Regions from separate parts of the Hordeum vulgare genome. Here regions 2 and 3 are each linked to region 1. The links are chromatin contacts, called in public Hi-C maps. All regions are on one chromosome and are shown on one strand. Each heading gives the region's core, a stretch centred on a gene start, on an enhancer-like site or on the middle of the called end of the contact. The rest is flanking DNA. Distances are from core to core; before and after follow the strand shown.

Region 1 (3,827 bases), core at 463-2,962:
GTGAGATTGTGGAGCTGCAGCCCATAGAACTTCAACAAACCCCTCAAGAAGGGGTGAACGGGGAAGCCCACCCCTCGCAGTAAGAAAGAAACAAAGCAGGCCCTTCCTCCCCTTTGAGAGGAAGGAAAGTTTTCTGCAAAGGCTTCGCCATTGGCAGAGGCCAGTTCGGCGCGAGTGGGCGCGAGGTCCGACAGGGGGAGTTATCCTTGAGTTTCGAGTTCGTGCAAACAAAGAAGGGAAACAAAGCAACTGGCCCAGTCTCCCGGAAGTGGGCCAAGGGGGCGTGAGGAGGAACCTGCCATGACTCTAGAGTGCAGGAAGCCTAGGGTTTTTTGTTGACACTCGGAGGGCGATGGAGCCCTGGAACGGATTTCAATTTGTTTATAAAGGGTGTTACCTCCTTTGGTTATAGGGAGCGGTTCCATCAAGGATAGATAAAAGTACTTGCCTTCATTAAAGCACGTGAAAATTGAGAATTATTATTAATCTTTGTGCAGAATTGAAGGTTGTGGGTCCCGTTATGCTTCGATAACCATGAGTCGTGCAGGGACTAAATCATCATTCCATGATCGGAGGAAATAAGGGAACTCTCCTTGCAAGCCGAACACTCTGGGCGCGAGCATTAGAAGACCCTGCACATCGGCGTTGAAGGCCAGTTCGGGGGCTACTAAGGGAGTCCGGGACTAAGGGGTCCTCGCGTAGTCGGCTCGCTTTGTAGAGGCCAACTTAATGGGCCGTACTAACTAAAGGTCGAATTGTGTGTTCATCTCGTATTCAAGGAAGAAAGCACCAAAGACCGACGTTGTGTCCAAGTAAAGTAAACTAGGTCGGTCCATCCGTCCTGAGATAGAGGTCGGTTGTATGTAACCCTAGATCCCCTAGTGGATGTATAAATCCAGGGGTCCTCATCCATGTGGGGGGAGTTATCTCATCTAGGGTTTAGCTTATACGATCTCGAGGTAGATCAACTCTGTAATTATCGTCCACATAAATATAATCAAGCAGGACGTAGGGTTTTACCTCTTCAAGAGAGCCCGAACCTGGGTAAATATTGTCTTCCTACTTCTCCTGCAATCCATTGATCCAAGGTCCACAGTTCGGAACCCCCTACCCGAGATCTGTCAGTTTTGACACACACAGCAATACCTTCACATGTTGTTGTTCTTGAGGATAAGGTATGCAGCAATGCTATGTTTTATTTCACATGAATCTTTTGATCTTCAATTACCATGTGAAGTGTTGTTATGTTGTCTAAATGATGCATTCATACCAATGCGGTTACTGAAAAGGTGAAGGTTGAGTCATGAGTTGTCCTAGAACATTAACTACTGATGCTACTGATGACAAAGATATAGTCATTGTGTTTTGCAAAAAAAAATGATAATTGATGTTCATATATTATATTCCATGTCGATGGCTTAACCAAGTCTTTTTTCTTCTTCTTCAACACCTTCATCATTTCTCAATTGACGAAGTAACTAATGTAATTATGATGAAATGAACTAAAAACCCATCGAGTTATACATATTCAAATGAAATGCATACAAATAATTATAGTATATATCATAATACCAAAGGTCAAGATGATGTTATTGACAGGGACCAAATATTTATCGATTTTTATACAACAATAGAGACGTATACTACTGTATGATCAGAACAAGAAATTAAAGAAGGCACGGCCATTCTGTAGTAGTAGGATTTATAATCCAGCTCGTGCCTTGTTCATTGGTTTGTCAACCTTGGCCCCACCCCACGCACACTCCCTGTCCTCCAGACCTCCACCAAGGGCAAAGGCTCACCCAACCCACTCCATGGGGATCTCCGTCGCCGTCCCCTCCCTCCTCCTCCTCTCCGCCGCCCTCCTCCTGCCGCCGGCAGCTGCGGGATTCTCCTTCACCTACAACTTCACCGCCGTCTCGGACTCGGCCCCATCGGGCATCTCCTTCCAGGGCGACGCCTTCTTCAACAAGTTCATCCGCCTCACCCGCGACGAGCGCGTCGGGCCCCTCACCAGCAGCGCCGGCCGGGCCTTCTTCTCCCGCCCCATCCCACTCTTTGACCCTGTCTCCCGCCGCCCCGCCTCGTTCGCCTCCGCCTTCTCCTTCTCCATCTCCGCCCCCGAACCCTCCGCCGCCTCCGGCGACGGCCTCGCCTTCTTCCTCTCCCCGTTCCCCTCAGTCCTCCCCAACAGATCCGCTGGCGGCCTTCTCGGGCTCTTCAACTCCTCCGCCCGCAACGGGGGTCGCTCCCTCGTCGCCGTCGAATTCGACACCTACAGGAACGATTGGGATCCCAGCGACGACCACGTCGGCATCGACCTCGGGGGCATCGCCTCCGTGGCCACCGCCGACTGGCCGACCAGCATGAAGGACGGCCGCACGGCGCACGCGCGCGTCGCGTACGACGCTGAGGCCAAGAACCTCACCGTGGCCCTCTCCTACGGCGACGCTCCCCCCACGGACGTCCTTCTGTGGTACGCCGTCGATTTGAGGGAACACCTGCCTGACTCCGTGGCCGTTGGCTTCTCCGCCGCCACTGGCGAGGCCGCCGAGCTGCACAAGGTCCTGTACTGGGATTTCACCTCCAGCGTCGACAGCAAAGAGCAGACGGTGATGCTGTGGGTGATATTGGGATTGTGCGGATTCCTTGTTGTGCTGGTCGGTGCAGGGGTTGTTTGGTTCGTCAAGGAATGGAGGAAGACAGGGGAATGTGTGCCCTATGTCGACATCGACGATGCAATGGGGTACGACGAGCTAACTGACGAGTTCATCGTGCAGAGCGGGCCAAGACGGTTCCGTTATGCTGAATTGGTGGCGGCAACCAACAATTTCTCCGAGCAGAGGAAGCTCGGGCAGGGCGGGTTCGGTGCTGTTTACCGGGGGTTCTTGAAGGAGCTCCGTCAGGAGGTGGCCATCAAGAGGGTCTCCAAGGGGTCGACGCAGGGGCGCAAGGAGTACGCAGCCGAGGTACGCATCATCAGCCAGCTGCGCCACCGGCATTTGGTCCGGCTTGTCGGGTGGTGCCATGAACACCGTGGTGACTTCTTGCTCGTCTATGAGCTCATGCCCAATGGCAGCGTCGACCAGCACCTCTACGGCAAAGGCGTGCACCTCACCTGGCCGACACGGTATGACATTGCACTGGGCCTCGCGTCGGCATTGCTCTACCTCCACGAGGAGTGCCTTCAGTGCATCGTGCACCGCGACATCAAGCCGAGCAATGTGATGCTGGATGCCACCTTCAGTGCCAAGCTCGGCGACTTTGGCCTTGCCAAGCTAGTTGAGCATGGCAGCCAGCCCTACACCACCGTCCTGGCTGGCACGTTAGGCTACTTGGCGCCAGAGTGCCTGACGACAGGCAAGGCAAGCCGGGAATCGGACGTGTACAGCTTCGGCGTCGTGGCACTGGAGATTGCTTGCGGACGACAGCCATCGGAGCCCACGGCGGAGCCGAGCAAGGCAAGGCTGGTGCCGTGGGTGTGGGAGCTTTATGGGAAGAAAGCCCTTCTCGAAGCGGCGGACTGGAGGTTGAAGGGGGAGTTTGACGAGAAGCAGATGGAGCATCTGATGGTGGTCGGACTATGGTGCGCTCATCCGGACTACACGCATAGGCCAAGCATCAGGCAGGCCCTGAATGCCCTGAAATTTGAGGCGCCATTGCCTGTGCTAGCGCCGAAGATGCCGGTGCCGACGTTCTTCCCTTTGCCTGACTTGGCTGCTCTGGTATCATCAGTTGGAGGTGCGCAGAACCCAGGCGTTACTGAGTGCGAGTCATCAGGGGCTAATGCTGGCCAACGGTCTTCGGTGAGGGATAGACTTCTGGAG
Region 2 (3,827 bases), core at 932-3,431, 400 kb after region 1:
GGTGAGCACTACTCTATGCTCATATGCAACCAAACAACAAACGCTCGTCTAATCACATACAATGCGAGCAACCAAACGCGGAGCGAAGAGGTGTCGATATGATGTAGGAAGAAGATATGCGGGCAACCAATCGACATGCAGATGTTGGTTTTTACCTGCATATGCTTAGTCAGGCCCTGGTGGGGCAAGTATGCAAAGTGCCTAAAAATGAGGCGAGCAACGAAACACGCCCTAGAGTATGGGCAGCGGATAATAAACAACATGCAAGTGCAAGAAAGTAAGGGTAGTAGGGTAGAGTTTGGAAATGATCAAACGCAATTAAGACAAGATAATTTTTGGCGTGGTCTTGATAGACGGTGCTATCAGACATCCACGTTTATGCAGACTTCAATCCACGGAGGATAACGTTACACAAGTCCATGGAGGGCTCCACCCATAAATGTTCCACGAATAAACAAGTTTGTATATGCCATCATGGCTTACGTCCACGAAGGATTAGCTCACTCGGGGTAGATCTTCACGAAGTAGGTGGTCTCCTTGCCCAAACAAACTCCTTGGTTCAACTCCACCAAGATTCAGAGGCTTGTGGGTGACACATGACCAATCTAGGAGACACCACCCTCCAAAACGTAATAGATGTTATTGTTAATGATGAACTCATTGCTTTTGTGCTTCAAAAGATAGTCTCATCAACACTCAATCACTCTCTCACATATTGAGCTATGTGGTAGGAGAAAAGATTGGAGTGAAAAGCAATTGGAGAGACTAGAAATCAAGGATTGGAGGTTGAAGTGGAATCCCCTTGATCTTTGTAAGTGTAGGTGGTTCTCTCTTATAAAATAGATATAATAAATGGTAGCTTCATCATGGTTGTTTTGTGTGAGCAGGTAGAGTGAGCAGGGGTATATATAGGTGGCTCCTAAATTCTAGTCGTTACACAAGTTTATGCACTACTCGATGAAACCGGGTAAAACCACTCGGCGAGACCGACTAGTACAAAAGTTCTGAACTTTAGGTATTTTGGTGAGTCCGAATGAAACAACTTGGTGAGACCGATGGGTGATGTTCTAAGCACTTTCCACACTTTGAACAGACCAACTAAAATCACTGAGTAATTTCGAGATAAAATTAATATTCTTCTCTCATTTTCGGTTTATAGGGCTCAATCTTAAAAAGATTAGGTTTTCGTTATACTAGTAGGCTCACTTTGAGTTCAAATGAATTAAAAAGCTTTGAGTCTCATGTCATATTTAATAAAAATGAGAGAATTAATGATCGTGCATGCATCTCATTCTTCATGCATCGTGCTAGCCCAATAAAAGAAAAGGATGTTGCATTTATTATCTCAAAAGTTGAATAAGTGGAAAATGTTTCATTGGAGAATTGTATCCACAAAATTCGTGTGATCCACTTATAATGTACCTTGATTAATGAGATTTTAGATTTAAACTTTATAAATAATAAAAAGGAAATAGGTAAGGGAAGGTTGGCACGTGCTCGTGGGACCGAAGGGTTATCTTGATGAGACGGGTATGGTTCATTGGCTTATAAACTGCACCGGGATATGTCCAAATTGTTAAATTATACGTTCTGCATAATTTGACTTCCAAATATTTTGAAACGTAATACAATTATCTTCAGCCCGAAATATGAGATGTTTTTTAGTTATATTACGACTCAACGCATTTTCACCACCGGGCCCGAGGTGCACGTGGACGCCCGGTCTCCTCTCCTCCCTGCTGACCACTCAAGACCGTGGAAGTATGTGCAGTTGACGGGGAAACACGGGAGGACTGGACGTGACCATATTGCCCCCATTCCTAGGATGCTACGATGTGTTCACACACGCAAACAAATCGGATGAGATTCGTTGTTTATTTCGTACAAAAACCGGATAAGATTCTGCCGCGTGCATAGTAATTTCGAGCAAACAAATGCACGTCAGGTCGCCTTGCTCCGTCGTAGTCGCTGGCTCGCAATGACGCAACACGCTAAAGTGTGCAGGCTGCAGCTACGCATACGCCCACGCGCCTACGCTATTAATAGACGCGTCGTGCTCGCGCAAGCACGCGATATACTGTGGCGTACAGTGAGAATCGAATCCCAGACCCCCGTATTCCATGTCGTACTGTTGCATCGGCCAGTTCCTGCGCGAGCTCATGCACAGCGGAGCTTTCATGTAAGTGCTACTTTTACGTCGACATGATGCAGCGTATCCGCGCGCTCTGGCCACCGGCCATGAGTTGTATAGTACTGCCTCGGTTCGTAAATACTCCCTCCATTTCAAAATAAGTATCTTAATTTTAATATAACTTTATATTAAAACTAGTACAAAGTTGAGACAGTTATTTTGGAACAGAGGGAGTATAAGTCTTTGTAGAGATTTTACTAGTGGACTACATACGGATGTATATAGACATAATTTAGAGTATAAATTCAATTATTTTGCTCTGTATGTAGACCCTTAGTGAAATCGATTAAAAAATTATATTTATGAATGGAGGGAGTAGCACGAGTACGTTTGTGAAGAGTCTCCGTGCAGTTCCGCAGTGTGCTGCTAGCAGTTGCATCAATCTGCTTCTGCTTGGACAACCTTTGCCGTACTGTTAGGCCATCCATTGATCGTAAACCGTACCATGTTGCTTCAGTGGGCGGTGGATAACTCTCAAGTTGCAGGTGCAGAGCGCGGCAATAAAATGGTACGCTTCGCTCGCATGCATTTCAGTTTCTTGCCGGCAAAAGTCCGTCCCGACGGCTCCGAGGGCGAATCGCTGCGGCATCGCGCTACAGCGGAGGATGAGGGCACGCGTGTGCTTTCACGGGCACGACAGGCAAACCCTTTGGTCCATCCGCCGAGAAAATTACATCTACGGTATCTGAAACTGATCTAAAGTTCAATTTTATCACTGCATTTAAAAAGGTCGAAATACACTTAGTGAAACGTGTCAGGTCACCGCTATCTTATCCAACGTATTTTGCTGACATGGTATGAGTTGACCAAGTTCTGCATCGTTGAATTCCTCATATGGTAAGCCTAGTCAGCGTTAAATCAGCCGCCACGTCATCTAACTCACTTTTCAAAAAAAAAATATCACTTAAATGGCCGCCACGGCATTGCCTCCCCCACGCCCCACCCCATGGCCGCCGCTGCCTTGTGCCGCGCCATCATGGCCTCTGGCTGGTCGCCGCTGGCGACCGCCAGCGAGCCCACCGCCGTTCCAGCCTCCTACTCCTCTTCTCCCTCTCCCGTGCTCCTCCTCTAGCCGGAGAAGAACAAGATTTGGAGCGTGGGGGAAGTTGTCCTGGGTCGATAGAGAGGAGGTGCAACACGCGTAGCTCGACGAATTTGGTGCGGTCCAGCCCTCCCGTGCTCCCCTCCGTTTCTCCAACCGACCTAGGCCGAGCTCTCACCTCTCCTTCGTTTCCCCAACCGGCCGGCGACGGAGCACGTGGACGACCGGCCGTGGGCACATGGGCGCGGTGCAAGGGCGTGTGGGCGCACACTCGTGCAGCCAGGGAAGGTGTGCGGAGGATGGGGTCGAACCGAGCTCGAGCTCTTCGAGCTTGTGGCCATGATGGCCATGGCCAACCGGTGACGGTTTGCTCGGGCACGACGGCTATGGCAACGAAAAAGGAGGGAAAAGAGAGGGGAACGGAGGAGGGCTCGCCAGGGGCTTGAATCCAAGCTCAGGAAAGACGGGAAAGGACCGTGGTAGTGGGAGTCGACCACTGACGGTGGCGACCCGAGGCGAGAACAGAGCGTAAGAGGGCGTCGTAGCCCATGGAACCGGGACGGAAGGGGGAGAAAGGGAAGAGAAGAGGGTGTC
Region 3 (3,827 bases), core at 560-3,059, 300 kb before region 1:
TTCTTATCATTTTGGTTTATTATCAGTTTGACACCTAATTTATCTGGTTGGATTGAAATGAATCTTTGCAGTCTCTCTCTGTACTGACACATGAATTGTACCTTCTCACTTCCGCAGACGCTGTTTATCATCTCGTTATGCAACAATCAACTATTGTACTTTATGGAAAAGGAATTGATCTGGATATTTGAGCACATTCCTGGGTTTTCAGCGACCCTGCCATCTGTAATTGCCAAACTCCACAGTGCTAAGGAGAAGTATTTATCACCACCTGTGTCAGTCTCACCATCTTCACAAATGGAGGTTGCCATCTTCATTTTCATGTCTCCATTAATCAATGTTCGTAGATAATTTTTTTAGGTATTGCATATCTGTTTATTGATCTTCTGTAACTGTCATTTTTACAGGATAAACAGTGGAATTTATCTTTTGCGTTGGTCTGGAATAGTGTAGTGTGGCTTGTGCTTGTGAACTTCTTCATTAAGATCATCACATCGACCGCTCAGGATTATCGCAAAAGGCAGCAGGATGTAGAGATGGAGCTCATCACTGATTCCTCGTCCCAGAATCATTCTAAAACTAACTAACAAGAAACATGGTTGTATTTATTCAGCTGCACATTGCGAATATTCTCCTCAGTAGCCTTTTGCGCCCGGCTAAGCCCTTTGGGGATGGTCCAAATGCTGGTAGAAGTCTAAATGCTGGTAGAAGTTGTGTTCTTCTGTACAGTGAACAGAAACATGGGCCTCTCCAACCCGCCACAAGTGATGGCTGCGACTTTTTGTCACTGCGCCTCTACTGGCAGTTCCTGGAGGAGAATCAGTCCTGTTATTTTTTCAGGCGTCAAGTTGGATGAACTTTAGGGATTGTTTGTTTGTTTAGCACGATTTCATTACTAAGATGTATTTTACCAGCACCTTTTCTATACCTTCTTATGTTGGAAATACGGTAGCTGATAGGGCACCCGAGAGTACTCAAAGGTGATATGGTTTATTGTTACATTCACTATGCAAATGCATATTCTCAATTGGAGCCAGCTAGATTTAATGGAGCACTTCAACTAGTGCAATTTTACTCTGGCAAATAATAAAGCTGGTGCTATTAATACTGAGTTTCCGCATCATTTTTTTTAGGGTGGGAATCTGTGTCGCGTCGTCGATTCTACTTTCTCCGTTATAAGTCATCTTAAAGATTTCACTAGAGAACTACATATGGAGCAAAATAAGTGAATATATACTCTAATATATGTTTATATAGATCTGTACGTAGTTTGCTAGTAGAAATTCTAAAAAGACCTATATTTAAGATCGGTAGTTTGTTTGTTTAGGGAGTAAAACCGTGTCAGAAACTGTTACCTTGTGACTAAAACAGGCTGGGAAACGTGTGATTCCCAGCAATCACGTTAGCTTTTGTGAGCTCTTTGTCTTTTAGCTTGTGATTTTTAAGCAAATCGGGCGCATCTGAAGGCCAGTCATAGAGGTGAAAGGTGAGGTGCGATTACACATCATCTATCAGATAAAAATGCTACTGTAACCACTTTACACCCGCCAAAGTTGTCAATGCAGAAGAGATGGTCGTGAGCAGTTGTCCGAGTTCTCTTGGGCGTGCTCGCTAGACGGAATCTAAGCGCCGTGCACCACGTACGTAAGTTGCAGCACAAGCGGGGTAAATTTCGTCGAGATACTCGAGCAGGAGACTCCAAGGCGATCTCTACTGCCACGAGAGCGCACCGATTTCTAACTTGGAGACAAAAACCAGACTACTCGCACGATGAATTGTCATACCGACCTTCGTTTCTTCCAAACTTTGTTGTTTATAGATAATCACCTACACGACCCGGTTAGCGACCGTCTAGCGCCGAGGAGGGGGAGGGGAGGGACCCTCTCGCCGTCGCGAGCACGTCATTCGCCTCGCCGGTAGGGAAAACAAGGCTTTCGTTGTCCAGCACCACCGCAACAAACGTCTCCCATCGCATCCCATCAAAGTGAAGTGCACCTCAGTTCAGGCTTCAGACTCCTCCCGGCTCCCGCAGGCGCAAGCGAAGACGAAGCCACCCACCCCCCTCCTGCCCTCCATATATTAACGGGACGGCGGCAACGACAAAGCATAGAATACTAGCGCCCCCACTAGCCTAAGCCCCGAGCCTCCAATCCACCACCGGAGACCGGAGCCAGCGCCTCCAAGCGAGGGTTCAGGGCGAGCGGCGCGCATGGCGGCGGGCAATGTGGAGTTCGTCCGCGCGCGCAGCGACAAGCGGGAGTACCGCCGCCTGCTGCTCCCCAACGCGCTCGAGTGCCTCCTCATCAGCGACGCCGACACCGACAAGGTCCGCCCGCCGAAGCAGCTAACGAATGCTCGCCAGTTGATCGATGTTTTCTCCACGTGATTCACTCGGCGGCGTCGTCGTCGTTGTTGTTGTCTGCTTGCGCGCAGGCGGCGGCGTGTATGGAGGTCGGCGTGGGCTCCTTCAGCGACCCGGAGGGGCTCGAGGGCCTCGCGCACTTCCTCGGTGAGTTCCCTTCCCTTCCCTCCCCTACCCTCTCCGTCCACCCTCCTCGCCAGCCGCCGTCGCCGGCCATCTCGCTCGCCACACCGTCGTGGTTCGTTGCGTGGGCGCGCGTGATCTAACGGAACCGTAACCACCGGATTCCCGGAGCGAGTACTACTAGTACTTTCAGGCCAGGTAGTGGTTGGATTGGATGGGGGTTGTTCCGCTCGCTGGACCCAGCGCAGCGCAACGGCGTCGGCGTCAGATGAATCTCCTCTTCCCTTTTGGGATCCGGCTGGGGCGTCCTCCAATTTTGTCTCGGAAGAATCGAGTGACGGAGGAATGCTTCCTTGCCCACTTTTCCCCCATTGGGCAGTGCTTTGCCGCTTTAGGCGTTCCTGACCGCCAATGATGGCGTCGCAGATTTGCGGCCAGGTCAATGGATGCTTCTCCTTTTTCCAATCGAAAAGTTGATTGAATCGGTCCAGTGTCGCCCGGCGTGTTTTCACCGTCGGATCACGCCATTGACTTCCCGGGCCTCGGGCTAAAGTTCAGAGCATCCATGATTGATCTCAGTGGCACGGGCATCGGGCCGTACATGGTGTGCCTTCGCCGGTAGCAGAGCAGTACGACAGCCGGCTAGCTGAATGTCTTTCTTAAATGCTTGTCAGGTTTCCAGCCAAAACTCATTGATAACGTCAGTACTATGTGTTGCACATAATTCTGTTATTTTTTTTTTGAGAAAATTAGTTCTGGGTTTGTTGAACGGTCCAAGAGCTTCATGCGAGACACGAATTTGGTTGGGCGGGGACCATCGCTCCTGCAGGATATAGGAGCCTGTCGCTCTCCAGATAATAGCAGCCTGCTCTGCTCAACTGCCCATACATGTTGTTGCCTAGTACAGTAGGATCCTTGCAGCTTGCTGGATGCTCTCACTCCACGGGTCCCGCGTTGATATTTTCTCTGGCGTGTGAGTTCTACCCGTGGTAAACAGCACAAGATATAATTCTACTCGATACAGGCCCTCGTACACACGCAGGGCAGCACATAAACGCAAACTAATAGAGAGAGTGGGTCATTTTTGCTTCACAACTTTTATTTCGTTTTTGACTAGTGTAAGTATAGAGCACATCTGGATGTGTCCTAGACAGACCCATAAACCATTTGTATGGAGGATGCGATTAGCATGATGAATGTTTATCGCATCAAATCAAAACTGCTTTTCTCTTTAGCATTTATTTATTACCATGGACTTGCTTGCAGAGCATATGCTGTTTTATGCCAGTGAGAAATACCCTGGAGAACAAGATTATACAAAATATATCTCTGAGGTACTTCT

Evidence for each region. Hi-C and Micro-C count contacts between places; a contact is called where the count stands out from the background.
Region 2: a Hi-C map of seedling shows a contact between it and region 1, with 2.3 times the contacts expected there. The contact joins the enhancer-like site here to the promoter of LOC123444564 in region 1. A contact is called at or near these places in 2 of 6 Hi-C or Micro-C datasets (leaf and seedling).
Region 3: a contact with region 1 is called in a Hi-C map of seedling, with 4 times the contacts expected there. The contact joins the promoter of LOC123444561 here to the promoter of LOC123444564 in region 1. A contact is called at or near these places in 2 of 6 Hi-C or Micro-C datasets (leaf and seedling) and 1 of 1 datasets of contacts at active chromatin or transcription factors (embryo).

The regions. Positions count from the first base shown.
Region 1 is chr3H:509,728,262-509,732,088 of MorexV3_pseudomolecules_assembly, forward strand. It overlaps LOC123444564 (L-type lectin-domain containing receptor kinase IX.1-like), which reads left to right and starts at 1,713. Exons shown (of 1, transcript XM_045121332.1): 1 at 1,713-3,827. The coding sequence starts at 1,815.
Region 2 is chr3H:510,132,595-510,136,421 of MorexV3_pseudomolecules_assembly, forward strand. No RefSeq gene overlaps it. Among protein-coding and RNA genes, the nearest start is that of LOC123441942, 180 kb to the left of the region's middle. Within about 2 kb of position 2,182, at least 3 of the 3 cell types and tissues checked have open chromatin away from gene starts, as enhancers often do. A contact at or near this core is called in leaf and seedling, where this site is marked.
Region 3 is chr3H:509,428,225-509,432,051 of MorexV3_pseudomolecules_assembly, forward strand. LOC123444561 (insulin-degrading enzyme-like 1, peroxisomal) reads left to right here and starts at 1,810. Exons shown (of 25, transcript XM_045121330.1): 1 at 1,810-2,326; 2 at 2,434-2,509; 3 at 3,752-3,819. The coding sequence starts at 2,223. LOC123444560 (vacuole membrane protein KMS1) reads left to right here. Exons shown (of 8, transcript XM_045121328.1): 7 at 118-303; 8 at 408-1,111. The coding sequence ends at 587.